Regions from separate parts of the Sus scrofa genome. Here region 2 is linked to region 1. The links are chromatin contacts, called in public targeted proximity ligation maps. All regions are on one chromosome and are shown on one strand. The core of a region is the stretch at or near the end of the contact, and the rest is flanking DNA. Distances in the headings are between cores, read along the strand shown.

The links.
Region 2: a targeted proximity ligation map of alveolar macrophages shows a contact between it and region 1. A contact is called at or near these places in 2 of 5 promoter capture datasets (fetal skeletal muscle and liver), 15 of 47 Hi-C or Micro-C datasets (alveolar macrophages, blood, embryonic fibroblasts and 8 more) and 2 of 2 datasets of targeted methods (alveolar macrophages and skeletal muscle).

Annotation. Positions count from the first base shown.
Region 1 is chr3:52,605,724-52,610,048 of Sscrofa11.1, reverse strand. All of the region lies in intron 2 of MAP4K4 (mitogen-activated protein kinase kinase kinase kinase 4), which reads left to right. Among named protein-coding and RNA genes, the nearest start is that of MAP4K4, 42 kb to the left of the region's middle.
Region 2 is chr3:52,647,906-52,652,185 of Sscrofa11.1, reverse strand. It overlaps MAP4K4 (mitogen-activated protein kinase kinase kinase kinase 4), which reads left to right and starts at 2,706. Exons shown (of 29, transcript XM_021087163.1): 1 at 2,706-2,919; 2 at 3,279-3,344. The coding sequence starts at 2,863. It overlaps LOC106509759 (a long non-coding RNA gene), which reads right to left and starts at 3,541. Exons shown (of 3, transcript XR_001307587.2): 1 at 3,258-3,541; 2 at 1,885-2,023; 3 at 217-395.

The sequences.
Region 1 (4,325 bases), core at 1,614-4,113:
TGGATTTATATCACCTTGGTTTATTTCCTCCCCAGCCACTCTAATTGAAAGCCTACTTTATTGTCTTGAACCTTTATTGTCCAATTTGTGACTTAAATTGGAGCTGCACTCAGTTAAGGTCAGGTGCTGTCTCCAGCAGAACCAGTGAGGCAGTGCTCCTAATGTCTGCCGTAAGGGTTCTTTTCAGGCTTGGTGCAGAGACAGAAAGGAGCTCAAGTGGGAAAATACATATTTGCAGATTGGAGTTAGTGTCTCAGTTTGCGCTGTCAGCATAACCAAAGCCCTGGCCCTTCGTCACTTTGAGAAGAACCTTATTTTTAGAGTAAGGGAAGGAAGCATGTCTGTTCAGAAAACCTTGTTGTTTTGTGGAAGTGGAAAATTGTCTCCTGTCCTCTCTTCCTTCCTAGACTGATAATAATAGCAGGGATTACATCAGCAGTTGAGGGTTTAGGAGCCAGACCCTGTACTGTGGGTTCTCCCTGGAAATGCCCCATTAGCTGTTGCCCCTGTGGTACAGAGGAGGAGACTGAGGACCAAGGCCTGCACTGGTTCTTGCTCTCACCTGAGGCCATAAAGATTTTAAGGGAAAAAAGGAAAGATCTGAGAATCACATCCAACTTTGTGGAGTTCCCGTCGTGGCTCAGCAGTTAATGAACCCATCTAGGATCCATGAGGTGTGGGTTCGATCCCTGGCCTTGGCTCAGTGGGTTAAAGATCTGGCATTGCTGTGAGCTGTGGTGTAGGTCACAGACTCGACTTGGATCTGGCGTGGCTGTGGCTGTGGTGTAGGCCGGCAGCTGCAGCTCTGATTTGACCTCTAAACCTGGGAACCTCCATGGGCCAAGGATGCAGCCCTAAAAAGACACACACACACAAAATCCAACTTTGAGATGCCCCAGGACTCTTGACACTCTTTGAGTGTAAACTTTGCAGTTTTGACCCTTTGATTTTATGTAGGAGGTGGGGGTGATAGTCTTCACAGACTCCAAGTTGGAAGGGATTCCTTATCAAGGGAGTTTTACTCTGTCCCATCCCCTTTAATTGCTCTTTTTAGATTTCTCATGTGGTAAATGGTGAATAATGATGTAACTCACCTAACACAAGCTCTTGGAGTTCTACATTTTTTTTGAGTGGAAGGAAGTCTGAGACTGAAAGGAGAGAACCATTGGCATCGGGGTTAAGTGTAGGCTTTGGGGTCCACACTTACTTGCCGCCCCCACCTCCTTACACCCTGGGCAACAGCTGTTGTGAAAGTGATTTTCCTGCCTGTGTCCTAAGTTGAAAGATGGCCGAGGGTAGGAGGATAGTAGCTGATGAGGCTGCAGGATTCCATGAAGCAGTGCCTGCTGGTGTGTTGCAGGGCTGGGCTCCCAGATACCCCTGCTGTGCCTGGGGTGGGGGGCACTGCAGGTGGGCGTCTCTCTTGGGGGGTTACTGGGTTCTGAGACAGGCAGGGAATGTGTGTGTGGGTATGGCTCCCAGGGGAGAGTGCTTTGTGCTGGTCCCTGGCTGGAAAGAGGGCGTGGCCTCGAGCCTGGGTGGGGCCTGGCCTCAGGGTGGCTGGGGTAGGGTGGTGAAGGGCCTTCCCACATTGGTTCACAGCTCCAGCGATTGGCTGAAGGGGCAGCCCCCCGCCCCCTGGAGTCTGCACTCTTGTCTTCAGCGTCAGCACCAGGATGTGTTTCCAGGACCCCAGCCGGCACTCGGCACTCGTGTGTCCCAGCCTCCAGGAGTCTGGGCGGATGGAGGGACACTGCCCATTCTGACTTCTCCTGCAGCCTTTGGAGTAAAGGGCTTCTCTCCTTCCCCGGGCTCTGCTCCTCTGTCTGTCCGCCTGCTCCCTCCTGAGCACCAGCCTGGTCTGAGTGGAGTGGGTGAAGATCGGCTACCCCGCCTTCCGGCCCCCCACTCCCCCTCTTATGTGCTGTTGCTCAGCACACCCCCCCATCCCCGCCAAGGTTCGGGGTGGTGGGTGAGGGGTACTGATGGTGGGAGGGGCCTGGTGACTCATGGCTGCCCCCATGGGTGTGTGGGGGGGACACGGACAGCCTCACCATGACTCCCTGACCCAGAAGCCTGAGAGAACAAGTCCATTTCTCTCCAGACTTTCTATCTAAAATGAAGTGAAATGCTTTCATCTGGCCCAATACCCACCCCCACTTTTTCAGAAGAGGTTTTATTGGAGCAGGGCTCCTGTGGGTGTGGAGGGTGAGCTCTGAATGAATCTCAGGTGCTAGGGGGACACTCATGAAGGGGAGGCAGCCATGACTTCTCAGGGCTGTGATGTCACATGCTTGTAAAAGGTGTGTAGTACTCTTCCCGAGAGGCCTTTTTAGGGTTTACATTTGGTCAGCAGTGTTCCTGACAAGGGGACAGTAACACGACAGGGTTCTTCACAGGAGAGCCCGGAACCTTGTCTTAGGAAGTGGTGTGTGATAGGGGACAGCTGGGTGGGACAGTTTAGACCCTTGGGTGGGTGTGCTGTCTGCCCTGCTGTGACAGGTGGCAGGGAGCGCTGATAAGGTGCTGCTCCCCCTCCCCTCCTCTTCCCTCCGCCCCCCCCTTCCAGGGAGAAACACCCCCTCACCCCGCCCCCCGAAAACAGACCTGGAGAATTTGTTCTTTTTATTCTTAGTGGTGGTCAGTTTTCTTTTTCTTAGCTTCCTGCCTTGTCGATGTTAGCTGAGCCTTGCATTTGAGCAGCACGGGGTTCTCACGCCCCTGCTTTCTGTGAGGCGCTAAGGAGGCCTGGCTGCCTGCGGCCTTCCCCTTGGGCCCTGGCGCTTGTCAAGGCCCAGCGTGGCCCATGGGCTATGGCCTCTCCTTAGGATACAGGACACGTGGTGATGTCTGACAGCGGCTCTTTGCTGATCTCTTGTTCCTAAGTACCATGTGGGGTGGCTTTAAAGTTCGGTGCAGTGAGCATGTGGTTTGGAATCTCTGAAACCGCTGTTATTCGAGAAAGACAGGAAATGAGTTATTCTGAGTGGTTGGTTTCCCAGAGCAGAGCAGAGGTTTATTTAGTAACTTTTATGGTAGGAAGAGTTCTAGGTTCTTCTGTCGTCTCTAATGGGCTAGAAAATTTTAATTTCACTTTATTGCTACAGTAACACTACTTTTAAAATATTGTTTCACCAGGTGAGTACCTAGTATAGCAGATTTAAAGAGTGTAAAACCAAGTTGGAACTTAATTTTTGGAAAAAGTGTTTGGTCTGTTCCTTCAGTTGATTTGCATATTTTCCAAGCATGAGATATGTAGCACTTGGAGCCTATAAAGCTATGTGGTTCCAGACTAGATGTCACAAGACTTCTTCTAACATAAGGTTTCACGTTATAGAATAGGTTGAATCAGAGGAGTAGGAAAGGATGGAAAACTGTGGCAATATATCCCCCTCCCCCCAATAATACTGCTTCCCTCCCCGCCGCCCCCCCAACAGTGCGGCTGATGTAGAACAGAGCTCTGCACAGCTTCTGGCTTCTCACACACTATGTTCAGCCTGGTGTCCTTTGTCTCCACATGAAGACTGAATAGAACCTGTATCTGACTATGAATTCTGAATTGCTGCTGTGTCCCCCAGCCACCACTGGGCCATAGTGTCTGTAGCTCTCCGATGTGTCTGAATTAGAAATCTCACACACACACACATACCCACCCTGGGGCTTTAGCACTTTGCTCTGAGGTGGATTGCAGGTATGAGCATGGGGTGGATGTGCAGACTCCTAGGCATCCACAGCCTGGGGGCAGCTGAATGCCCCTGTGTGAGGGTGGTTGGAGCTGCCAGATGGATTCTGGAGCCGTTAGCTGGGAAAGCAGAGCCTTCTGGCACAAGTACAGCCCTGCCAGCTTCTGCTTTGTTGCCTGCTTTTTTCCTTCTGAGGGGGGTCTCCTCTCTGCTCCCCAGAGCCTTGCTTGTAAACAACCCACCACCCCCACCCCTGGACGCTGGATTCCCTGCTGTTGGCTGCTTGGTGTTGGCTGCTTGGCATCTTCACTCAGACCAGATCACTTGTTCCTTGTCCTTTGATTTTTCTTTTTTTAAATAAAAGTGAATGCTGATATTTTTACTGTTGGTATGATGAATGAATTTAGTTTTCATCGTTTCAGCGCACTTGTGAGAAACTCATTTCATATTTTCTAAGTATAAGAAGTGGCTTTATTTGTGGCTTGATTCGTTGATCTGCCACAATAATGTATATTATATTCAGGAGAATTGACTGCTTCTCATGATCAAATCATAGGCAAGGAGCTGGTTTCTACCTCCCATCCTCTGGAATTTAATTTTGTGGGATAACATTTCTTATTGCAAGATGAGACCTTGCTGTAC
Region 2 (4,280 bases), core at 1,457-3,956, 42 kb before region 1:
ACCTACACTAGAGCTCATGGCAACGCCACAACAGGAACTCCCTAGAAAAAATTTATCCTGTTCTTCCTTTAACTATAGCTTTTATGAAACAGTCTTACACCCATTAGCAGATTATAAGCTGTCTGAAGGTAGGCTGTCCTGATCTTTCCTATATCTTGGGCAGTGGCTAAGTCAGTGCCTTGCACTGGGGCAAGAACTTAAGAAAAGGTACTGAACTGAAAGTGGGAAATAACCATCACAATGGTGATATGGGAAACAGCAGCTTGGGAGAGAGATTTAGAGAAAGCTTGTAGAGATGGTTTCTGGAGTTCCCTGGTGGTGCAGTGGGTTAAGGATCCAGTGTTTTCACTGAAGGGGCGCTGGTTACTTCTGTGGAGAGGGTTCAGTTCCTGGTCCTGGAATGTCCGTGTGGGCATGACCGAAAAGAAAAAAAGAAAAAGGAAGAGATGGTTTCTGAATTGATCTTGAGGTGATGAAGAGAACTTGGTTAGGCAAAGGGCGTGGTGTGAGGTGGGCCTCAGTGTCATGAGGTTAGGATTGAGTCTTGAACCCATGGACAGAGGCTGGCTTGGGGGGCCTGTATGTTTCTGCATTAGGTTCAGCTGTGAATACTAAGCAAGTCAATTGATTTCTTTGGACGCTGGTTTCCTAATGTGTAAAGTGGGAAAAGTAAGAGTATCTACCATTTGGGACTAATGTGAAGAATAATCAAATAGTATATGTAAAGGATTTAGCACATTGTTTGGACCCCATATGTGTTACCTATTATTAATAGTAAATACGACTAAATTATTATTATTATTTTTATAGCCCAACCCATGGCATATGGAAATTCCCAGGCCAGGGATTGAATCTGAGCTGCAGCTCTGACCTAAGCTACAGCTGCGGCAATGCCGCTGGATCCTTTAACCCAGTGGAGCCAAGAATCCAACCTGCACCTCCACAGTGACCGGAGCTGCTGCAGCTGGATACTTAACCCACTGTGCCACAGTGGGAACTCCTAAAATCTTATTACTAGTACTATGGTCTGAAAGGTCATATGTGCACCAGTCCAACTCTGTGTAAATTATTTATACTCATAGATAATTCCATTGCTGTTGGTAGATTAAAAAACAACATAATTTAAAAGCACTACTAAATTCATAGGGAGACTTTGGCTACTACGATTTTCCTAACCAATGGATTCTAGGACTCCCTGAAGATATTTTAGCCTGTTGAGAAATTCTCAATAGTGGAAAATCTTGGAAACCAAACTGTTGGGAGGCAGGAGAGTGCTAAACATTCTGGGTAGAAGACTAATTTGGCTGAGTCAGAGATTTGGATTTTGGGGATAGGCTAGTGAGAATCCCCGTGCCACTTCCAGGCTTAAATGCCTTTAAGGAATTTAGAAAAATTCCTTCTCTTTCAGTACTTGAGTTTCCTCTTCTCTAAAATGAGGATAACATCATCCTAGGGCTAAAGGAGAGATTAAATTGATACTACATGTAAACCAAGAACTGGTAGATAATGATGGTCGTGTTTGTGAAGCCTTTCTGGAAGGGCCTTGGGTTTTCATCCAGTGCGGCTCCAGTTCTCAAAGTGTGATCCGTTGCAGACTCCGGAGGTGGGGTCGGCGGTCAGTGTTTTTCCAAAGGTGCGCTCACGTTTGAGAACTTGTATTCACAGTCTGGCAGGTAATAGGAAGCCACGGAAAGTTTTTGTCAGTGGAGTGATGTGACACAAATGACCGTTGGGCAGACCATATATTCTTGTTTAATAGGATGAAACTGCCTAACTGCTGCCTGGCTGCCAAAGCTGCCGGAAGCAGCCAGCTTTGATGGATCCTCAGTGATCTCTAGGCACTAAACTTGGGTTAACACTTCTGGCTCCCAATACGGTGCTCACCTTTACTGAGCGAGGTACTCAACACAAGGCAATTAGAGGAGCTGTTTGAGATTCAGTTTCCAGCGAAAGTCTCCGGACCGGGCAGCCAAAACAAATGATGCTCCGTGAATCCCGAACCTAACCAGGTCCTCGGTGTAGCCTGGAAAAGGAGAGAAAGGACAAGGAAACCAGGTAGGGAAACCGGAAATGAGGGTCTTAAGCGACTAGAACCCGGGGGTGGGGGAGGGGATGGGAAGAGCGGGGGCGAGGGCGCCTGGAGGACCCTCCTCCGCGGGGATCGCGGCGGAGCCGGGCGCGGCGGGGCGGGGCTCCGGGAGGGAGGAGTCGGCCGGCCCTGCGCCCGGGGGTCCGGGTCGCTTTGCCTTTGTCGCGGGTGCTGGAAGGGCGTGCTCCCCCTCCCCCGCGCCGCCCCGAGACCCCGGCTCCCGCGCGGCCTTTGTCCGGGCCCCACCCCTGTTGAATATTCACGCCGCGCCGCGGACCCCCCCCCCCGGCCCGGCTCCAGGCGCGAGCGCGCTTCCGCCCGCTTTTCCTGCCGGAGGAGGAAAGGGGGAGCTGTTGGCTCTCCTCAGAATCTCTTTTCGGTGTCCCGTTTCTCCTCCTCCCCGCCGCCACCGCCCCCCGCCCCCCGCCTCGCGCCCGCCTCCGCCTCCGCCTCCTGGTCATCTTTGTCTGGCGGCCTCGCGCTCCGGGCTCCACTCTCGGCGGCGCCGCGGCCCCTGCTCCGGGCCGCTCGTGCAGGCGCGCGGCGGGGCGCGGGGCCGGGGCCTGAGGCGCGGGCGACGCCCGGGGGCCTGCCGGCCGCCCCGGCCATGGAGTGAGCGCCGCCGCCGCCCGCCGCCCGGCGCCCGAGCTTGCTCCCGCCTGCCGCCCCCGGCCGCGCCCGCGGGCCCGCGCCACCCGGCCGGGCCTGCGACTCCGAGAGACACACCAGAGACGAATTGATTGTGGTCGATTTGGGGGTGACGAGAAGGGAAAATGGCGAACGATTCCCCCGCGAAAAGTCTGGTGGACATAGACCTGTCCTCCCTTCGGGTGAGTGGCCGCCGCGGGGCCGGGGGACCGGGAGCGGGGCGCTGGGAGCCGGGAGCGGGGCCGCGCCCTGGCCGGCCGGGCGCTCGGGCGCCGCCGTGGGCAGATCCGCGGGCGCGGCGGCCCCTTTGTCTGCCCGAGTCGGCGTGTGCGGGGTCCGGGGCGTGACCCTCCGCCTGCGCCGCCGCCCGGACCCCGACCCCGCGCGCCCCGGGCCCCTATCGCGGCCCCCAGTTGCCGGCCACCTCGCGCCGGGCGAAGCCCACCTCCTCGGTCACCGCCCTTTCTCTCCCGCTGCCCCGCTTCTTTTATTCATTGTTGTGCTGCTTTCCAACGCTCACCCATCCTCCTCTCTTCCTTAGGATCCGGCTGGGATTTTCGAGCTGGTGGAAGTGGTGGGAAATGGCACCTATGGACAAGTCTATAAGGTCGGTGCAGGCGCCTCCTTTGTTTCCCGGGGACGGGTTGAAACTTCTGATCCGGGGACGACGGGGAGGGTGATTGGACACGCCGCCGCCCGGAGGCTCAGCCGAAGTTGGAAGAGGGGTCCGGCCTCGCCGTCCCGCTGTTTTCAGCAGAGTTTATATTCAGACTGGCCTTAAAAGACCTCATTTCTTGGCTCTCAGATAAGGAAATAAGCTCCACTCTTAGGCATGCACCTTTTTTTTTTTTTCTTTTTCTTTTTTTTTTTTCAAGGAAATGGGAAAGCATTTTTGCATCAATCTACATTTTTTTTTCCCCCCTGTCTCTCCCAAATCTGGCCTTCTGAGTTTGTGTGTTAATTAAAATTCTGGATAGGCAGGCCTCGCCTGTGATTATCCTAAACCACTGCTTTGGCCTCCTTGAGAATCGTCTTCGTGTTTCCTCGTTTGAATCCTGGCCAGGCGCTCAATGAGGAGCAGAGTTTGGTGGTGTTACCTGGGAGTACTCCATAACTACCATACATTCTACTGACGGGTACATGTTTTGGGGAGTCAGGAGGGATGTGTGTTTGGGCAATAGGAGCAGGAAGAATTACAGTGTGAGGATTATGCACTCTAAATTCCAGGAATAACCTGTTTGACAGGTGTGTAATTGAAACAGAAAAGAGGCAGAGCCTCTGAGCAAAGAGGATGCCCAGATTTCACACCCACCCCAGGTCTTTCTCTAACAGCACCCCCTCCCCCCACTTGCCCCCAACAGTAAATGAAACTAACAAATCTGAAGACTTCCTGGACACCAGATATGACTAGCCCTGCTGTTCTGGAAATGAGGGTTAGCTGTAGGTAATTGAGGGGGAAGCCTTGAGAATTTGAAACAAATGTGAAATTCTCCCCAGTCCTGATTTGTTTCTTATTACTGAACAGCTTTCTCAAAGTTATCTG